Regions from separate parts of the Mus musculus genome. Here region 1 is linked to region 2. Evidence: chromatin contacts called from public Hi-C data. All regions are on one chromosome and are shown on one strand. The core of a region is the stretch at or near the end of the contact, and the rest is flanking DNA. Distances in the headings are between cores, read along the strand shown.

The links. Hi-C and Micro-C count contacts between places; a contact is called where the count stands out from the background.
Region 1: a Hi-C map of the G1E-ER4 cell line shows a contact between it and region 2, with 4 times the contacts expected there. The contact joins two enhancer-like sites. A contact is called at or near these places in 5 of 484 Hi-C or Micro-C datasets (the G1E-ER4 cell line, the N1E-115 cell line, embryonic stem cells and 1 more), 2 of 115 datasets of contacts at active chromatin or transcription factors (the HPC-7 cell line and large pre-B cells) and 1 of 9 other capture datasets (pancreatic islet).

The regions. Positions count from the first base shown.
Region 1 is chr7:25,023,868-25,027,885 of GRCm38.p6, forward strand. The region is part of intron 12 of Grik5 (glutamate receptor, ionotropic, kainate 5 (gamma 2)); the gene reads right to left. Among named protein-coding and RNA genes, the nearest start is that of Atp1a3, 20 kb to the left of the region's middle. Within about 2 kb of position 2,369, at least 29 of the 459 cell types and tissues checked have an H3K27ac peak or open chromatin away from gene starts, as enhancers often do. A contact at or near this core is called in the G1E-ER4 cell line and the N1E-115 cell line, where this site is marked.
Region 2 is chr7:24,847,929-24,851,662 of GRCm38.p6, forward strand. No RefSeq gene overlaps it. Among named protein-coding and RNA genes, the nearest start is that of Gm38965, 4.0 kb to the right of the region's middle. Within about 2 kb of position 2,418, at least 82 of the 459 cell types and tissues checked have an H3K27ac peak or open chromatin away from gene starts, as enhancers often do. A contact at or near this core is called in the G1E-ER4 cell line and the N1E-115 cell line, where this site is marked.

The sequences.
Region 1 (4,018 bases), core at 1,119-3,618, 180 kb after region 2:
CTTACCAGAACGGATAGACATGTTTTGTTTTGTTTGTCAGTGTGTGTGCACATATGTTCATGCATGTGCGTGGAGGGGATATGTGCTGTGCACAGCAAGGCCAGAGGTCCAGCTTGGGCGCCTTCTTCACCTGCTCTCCACTTTACTGTTTGAGACAGGGTCTCCAGCTGAGTCTGGAGTGCACTGAATCAGCAGGGCGGACTGGTGAGAGAGCGAGGGATGGTCCTGTCTCTGCTTGCTTGGCACTGCTGCCGTGCCCAGGTTTATATGTGTGCCGGATGAACTCAGGCCCTCGCGTTTGTGCAGAAAGCGCTTTACCAACTGAGCACCCCGACAGAACTTCCTATTAATCATCTTGTAGACCTCTCCCAAAGCTCTCGGAAACTGAGTCTCAGAGAGGCAGAGGCACCGATGAGAAAGAGCAGCAGCTGGGGACCCTGAAGTGGGGTTTCACCATGAGTCTTTTGTCCAGCAGAAATGGGAGCTCTAGTCAAGTGTCTGAGGAACACAGGACCAGGGTGCAGCTCAGCAGGAATGACCTGGGGGAGTCTGCGTGCTTTCAATGGGAATGGGTGCCAGGGGACAGGTCTGAAGTAGTGAAGGTGGGGACGGAGAGAAGGGTGTAGGCTGGGCTGCCCTGACCTGCCAGGAACCCCCTTCAGATTGAACTGAGATCCTATAGGGACATCTCATTTTGTGGACATTATGCAGCTGTGAGCTGAAGGCTGACGGGAGACAGGGAAGAGCTCAGGTTTCATACAGACACGCAATGCAGTACTACACACACAGTCCGGGCATTTCTACAACTCAACGGGTCCCGAACACTATGCCTGACTGTGCTGAGACAATGACCAACAGCCACACACACGGCTTATGTGGCTACACACACATGTAGTAGGGACATGCAGTGACCTACTCTCAAGGGCCCAATAAGCACTATCTGACACTCAATCTCACAGTTGAGAAACAGAGCAGGTAGGGTGGATTTAGGAATGCAGAGTCCTGGACACACACACACACACACACACACACACTTGCAGTAAGGGTGATGGTTCTCACACCAACTCACACCTTAGTAGTAAATGTGGCCAGTTAAAAAGACAGGATAAGAGGGCTGGAGAGATGGCTCAGCAGTTAAGGGCTGCTGCTCTTCCTGCAGTACCTAGGGTTCAATTCCTAGCACCCACATAGCAGCTCACAACTGTCTATAAATCCAAGATCCAACACTGTCATACGGACACATATGCAGCCAAAGCACTAGTGCACATAGAATTAGACACATTATTATTATTATTTAAAAAGGATGAACACCCCTCCTCTTGGCCCCCAGGAAGCCCTGTATCATTCATTGCCACACCCCTCCTCCTCTGGGGTTGCCTCAGGGCCGAGTTGTCTCCTGCACCTAAGCTATATTAGGCTACTCCTCACTTACCCTGCATTCCTTACTGAACCTGCACTGTGTCTCCTGGCTCTGGTTAGTCATCAGGTCCCTGGCATGGAAGAGTAAGCTGTCTTTGAGATCTGCCTCCTCTCTTCCCTGCCCTGCTCTTTCCCTTGACCTTGGGTTCACTCGTCTCTGAGTTTTTTGTTCTTGATTTTTTTTTTTTTTTTTTGGAGGTTGCTTTTCGTTTGTTTTTTAGTGGGATCTCACTGTATAGCTCTGGCTAGTCTGGAACTCAATATGTAGACCAGGCTGGCCTTGGTTTAAAGTCACAGAGAACTGCTTGTCTCCTCCCCTCCCCCACCCCCAGTGCTGGGATCAGCCACACCCAGTACTATTAACCCATCTTGTCTGTGTGTGCATGACAGAGAACAATCTTGGGTATCATCCTCAGAAATGTTGTCCAACTCATTTGAGACAGGGTCTCTCACTGGCCTGGAACTCAACAGTTACACTATGCTGGCTGACCAGTGAGACCCAAGGATCCACCTGTCTCTGCCCAACTGGTGCTGTGGTCTCAAGTGAACTCCACTGTACCAGCTTTTCCACATGGGCTGCAGGGATTTAGCGCAGGTCCTTGTGCTGGCCAGGGAAGCACTTTCAGGCTGAGCTCCCTCTGCATCACTGGTGTGAGTTCTATTATTGTTCCGGTCATCCTTTAGGCCTGTGGCATCTTTTGTGAACTTTGGATTACATGTCGCCTATTCCAGACTCTCGGGTTCAGGGCTGACTCTCACTAATCTAGGGTCATGATCTGGCTCCTAGGTTGGCCCATGGCCTCTGCTCCTGGTTTGTGTCCTCTGTCCTCGATACAGACTCTGTTAGGGCTCTCAACCCTGTCTTCCCCAGTCCTAGCCTATTCTAGGGGCTGTACCCTCCCTGCTGCCTGGCTATTGTTACCTCCGTGTTCTCAGCCTCGGCCTCCAGGAGGAGCTCTCTTCCTAAATTTGGGTTTGTGCGTCCACTTCTATCCCTTCTATCCCACTACAGCCCTGGCTGAAGTCTCGGGGATGGAATGGAAGTGTAGGCAAGGGTACACGCAGGAGCTGTGTCCCAGTGGCCTAAATCCCCTGTATAGAACTGTAAACCCAGGCCCAGACACATGAACACCCCTACTTGAAGTCATACAATTGTGTGTGTGTGTGTGTGTGTGTGTGTGTGTGTGTGTGTGTGTGTGTGTGCTTATAATAGTCCTTCCTTGGTGGTCAGGATCTTATGAAGACAGATAGAAACATCAGCCTTTCACATGCCCCAAGGCTCTGTGATCCTTGGGCCAACTGTTTGGAGGTCCCCGCCTTCCCTGAAAGCCTGTAGGACTCCTCATTGCTCTCTGCCAGTCTCGGTGACTCAGCAGCCTCTTCACAGCCAGGTCTTGGGCCCCATACCCCGTGCTTCTCGCTCCAGCGGTAAGGGCTGCAGCTCTACTCTGGAATACTCGCAGGCCAGCCCGCTCCTCCCCATCACCTTCAGGCAGCTCTGTGACACCCACACTTTCCTGACAGCCACACTTGCCTCCTCAGCAACCCCCTGTAGCTTGTCTTTGGCTACTTTATGGTTCTTCTCTCTCCCACCCACCCTTCTCCCCCTTTCCTCCACCTCTTCACCCCCCAACCCTGATAGAGAAAAAAGGATAGAGGGGAAGAAAGAGATCCCTGAATGAGGTCAGGGGTCGGAAGGGGACATTATCCTTAGACAATTTCCTGCTTATTAGATGCATTGAGTTCCTTGGGGCAAGTTTGATCTTTGCTGTCAGGATATCTAATTTCTTATTGCTTGTTCTTTGAGCATGACTATTTAACAAACTGTGACCAACAACAACCAACAACCCACCGAGCCCTCTTGGGACCCTACCAGTTATATACGCTCTGAAAAGTCCCCAGAATCCCCAATGTCACGCATTCACAGAAATTATCTGCTATAATATTTCTGTTTTTTTTTAAAGAATCGAAAATTCCAAAATTGTCACCCTCCCTCCATCTCTCACAAAGTTTACATCCATTCCCCACACATAAGCCAAAGGGAGGCTGGAGAGATGGCTCAGTGGTTATAAGCACTATAAGTTCTTCCAGAGGACTAGGGTTTAGCTCCCAGCATCAACATGGCATCTCACAAACATCTGTCTCTGCTGTTTCAGGAAATCTAATGCTCTCTTCTGACTTCTATAGACAACAGGCACCCATATGGTACATATATTTTCACGCAGGCAAAATACTCACATACATTAAATAAACCTTAAAAACAAACAAACATATATTATCCATATGGCTATTTTCTATACCACTCAATGGCCTCTGAGAGCCAGACACCTGCCTTGCTGGCACGCCTGCCTGCACAGGCCTGTGGGGCCTGCCCTTTGCTCTCAATTCTACCGCAAGCCTCTGCACTTGCTCCTCCCCAGTTCCTCCTCACCACCGAAGGCAGAAACCAAACTCAAGCTCAAGGACGGCTAACCTCAGTGCCAAGGAGTCAGGCCTCCCTAGAGCACCCCACAGAGCCCACCCAGGGTCCTCTTTTCTCCCAAGTGTTAATGGACTAGGTGTAGTGGCACACACCTTTGATCCAGACACCCAGGGGGCT
Region 2 (3,734 bases), core at 1,168-3,667:
TCAAAGGGCCCTTAAGTTTCCACTTCACCTGTGTGAATAGCTAAAATGGCCTGAGTTTCCTTTCTCTTGCTGTGATAAAGAGTCTGACCAAAAGCAGCTTGGGGAGGAAAAGGTTATTTGGCTTCCATATTCCAATCACAATCTTTAAAGGGAGGCCAAGGCAGGAACCAAAGCTGTGTCCACAAAGACTGCGGTGGTTTGGAGACATTGGGATGTTACAGGTTCACAGACTAATTAGCTTATTCTGAGCTAGTTTGCGGCCCTTGTCCCTGCCTTCTCCCATCAGGCTGACCCTGGCTACCCTCGAGTCTCCAGCTCTGCCTCTCTTCATTGTGCATGCATCCCTCTGCTTCTCTTTCTCTCCATCACTCACGTGCTCACCCTAGTGATACCAGGGTCTCTAGGTGTCTGGGGTCATCTCAGGAGTTCTATACCATGATGCCAGTCTGGGGTCATCTGGTGCATGCTCCCCACCCATATAGTTTAAAATCACCTTGATTTATGACTTCATTCTGATACTGTGAAACTGTTTCTGCTTTGACTCTGAACCTGGGATAATGTAGTTATATGTTCCTGGGCTGTGATTACCCATAATGTTTTACTCCAGAATAAAAGCCATCTTTTATTCTCTTTGAAGTGAGCATTGTGGCCTTTTTGTGAAGACACTGGAGGCCACATGTATAAAGCCCTGGCTTTGACACACAACACCTTGTAAAACTAACTGGGTATGGAGGTACATGCCTGTAACCCCAGCACTCAGGAGGGTAGATGCAAGAAGATGGGAGTTCAAAAACAGTCTCAGTTAGAGTCAGTTTAAGACCAGCCTGGTCTACTACACACCACTCTGCCTCAAAAGACAAATGTTGTCCCTATTTTTTTAGGTCTTCCTTGCTGTCTCTTAAACCATACTGCTGATTTCCTTAGACAGGTGAGCATTGCTCGTTACGAATCTGGGAGATGACACTCGATGAGGAAAGACATTTGGGGTGCTGGTCAGGTGACCTGATTTCCATCTTGCACCCCACAGGTTGAAAAAAAGAGAATCAACCACCAAGAGTTGTCTTCTGACCTCCCAGTATGCAAAACACACACACACAAATAATAACAAGTACAATAATAACAATTTTTAGCAGAGTGTGGTGGTGCACACCTTTAATCCCAACACTTGGGAGGCAGAGGCAAGCAGATTTCTCTGAGTTCCAAGACAGCCTGGTCTATACAGAGAAACCCTGTCTCAAAAAGTCAATAATAATAATTTTTTTAGAACTATTGAATTGGATATGACGGTACATGCTTACATTCCCAGTACTCAAAAGGCGGAAGCAGGGGGATTGCTACAAGTTTGATAAGAGGCCAGCCTGTTCTGCATGGTGAATTCCAGTTCTGCCAAGGCTACACAGAGTAACAACCCAAACTCCTAAAAAACAACCACTGAACAACACATTTAAAATATATATAGTATATATAAAAATAACATATAAGCCGGGCGGTGGTGGTACACGCCCTTAATCCCAGCACTTGGAAAGCAGAGGCAGGTGGATTTCTGAGCTCGAGGCCAGCCTGGTCTACAGTGTGAGTTCCAGGACAGCCAGGGCTACACAGAGAAACCCTGTCTTGAAAAATCAATCAATCAATCAATCAATCAATCAATCAATAAAACATCTAAACCAATCTCGAGCTACATAATCAAAGCTTGCGACCAGCATCTCACCTGAACACTTAATGTACTTATTACAGTGCTGTGGTAATAAAAACTGGCGTCACATACAGGCTGGAGGGATGGCTGAGTCCTGCTGTTTGCGGCTCACATAGAAGACCTGAGTTTGACTCCTGGCACCCACAAGGTGACTCACAATTATCCATAACCCCAGGTCACATAGGTCCAACAGGCACGCAGTGCTAGTTATACATGCATGCAAGTGAAACATTTATACACATAGTGTAAAATAAATACTTTCCATTCTTTAAAAAAATAATCCAGGTGGTGCACACCTTTAATTCCAGCACTTGAAAGGTAGAGGCAGGTGGATCTCTAAGTTTGGGGACAGCCTGGTCTACAGAGTGAGTTCCAAGATAGCCACACACAGAGAAAACTTGTCTCAAAAAGCAAACAAACAAACAAGATTCACATACAGACGAAAGAAATACAACTAAGTCAATAAGTGAATAAAACTCTGGTCATATGACCTTTGACACGTGTTTGTCACTTGTCAAATTCGTGAGGGAAAACAGGTTTTCCAGAAAACACAGTTTCTGGAAACTGCTCTCTTACAGAGCAATGAGCCTAGTAGAAGCATAAACACCCCACACCTACGCATACCATGCAAGCCAAAGGCATACTTGTGAGATCAGAAGAGAGACAGGAGGGACTGAAGAAGACATGCTGCAGAGGCACACAGCCCCCGCAGGCAATGCTCATCGCGTTTGCATGAGTCCTGGCTGCATCTGTGAGCAGGCACCTCACTGTGGAAAGTCTCTGCACGGTCACAGCTGCCTCTCCTATTGGCTTTTGGAAATGAGACTCCAGCTGTTTCTGTAAGATCACAAGTCACAAGACTCCAGCTCTAGGTGACTAGAGGCTAACTACTGACATGTGGACATTTCTGCCTTTTCTTTCTAGCCCATTTTTCTTTAAATCCTCTTAGAATAAAACATAGAGAAAAATCTTCTACGCAAATATTTGCCAAGCATTCTTAATAAATGACCCAAACACATGGACAACAAAAAGAAAATTAATGATTCATATTTTATAAAGATTTAAAATATTGCCAGGCAGTGGGGATGCACACCTTGAATCCCAGCTATAACAATGGATATTTTCATGACAGCAAAAAACTATCAGTGGGTTACAAGAAAATATTGAATATATAAAAGAAGTTTAATGTATACATAGTATACAAAGAACTAGGCAACTCCAGGTTAAAGAGATGGCTCAGTGGCTGTGAGCATTGGCCGCTCTTCCAGATGGCCCACGCCCCATTCCCAGCACCCACATCCTCACAACCACATGCAGTGTCACGTATCTGGGATTTCAGCTCTCCTCTGGCAAGATAAGAGACAAGAAAAATCCTCTAAAAGCACACGGGGCAGGCTAACCCCAAGTACACAGCACAGCAGCAAAAAAATGCAAGAGTGATTGCCTCAATGTGGGAGGGGAGAATGACTCAGCAGAGCTGTCCTCTGACCTCCACACCACGTGCAGGGGGGAGGGTGGGGGGAGGGGGAGGGAGAGAGGGAGAGAGAGAGAGAGAAAAGAAGGAACAAAGAAAGAAGCAAAGACAAAGAAACAAATGTTTTAAAGCTAATAAACCCGGAAGCACACTGCTTGGTGAGATAAGTCCGAAACAAAATGGAATTCATTACATCATTTGTTATTTATTATATATATATGTTATTGCACACAATAAAATATCCAGACTCTGTAAGTTCAAAGCTAGAAAGCAGATTCCAGGTTTGCAGGGTCATCAGTCTTACGGGTTACTGGATGCAAGAAGCTTGCTATGGTGACAGTAAATTCTGGAAATAATAATGATAGAGGTGCAACCTTCTAACGTAATTAATACTATTGATGAGTATGTTTAAGTGGGTCTAACTACATTTCACATGATGCGTATTTTAGAGCCGCTTTGAAGTCTTTAGAGGAGATATATTTCTGTAAAATACCCACACTGGGGCTGGAGAGATGGCTGAGTGTTTACGAACACTGACAGCTCTTCCAAAGATTCTGAGTTCAA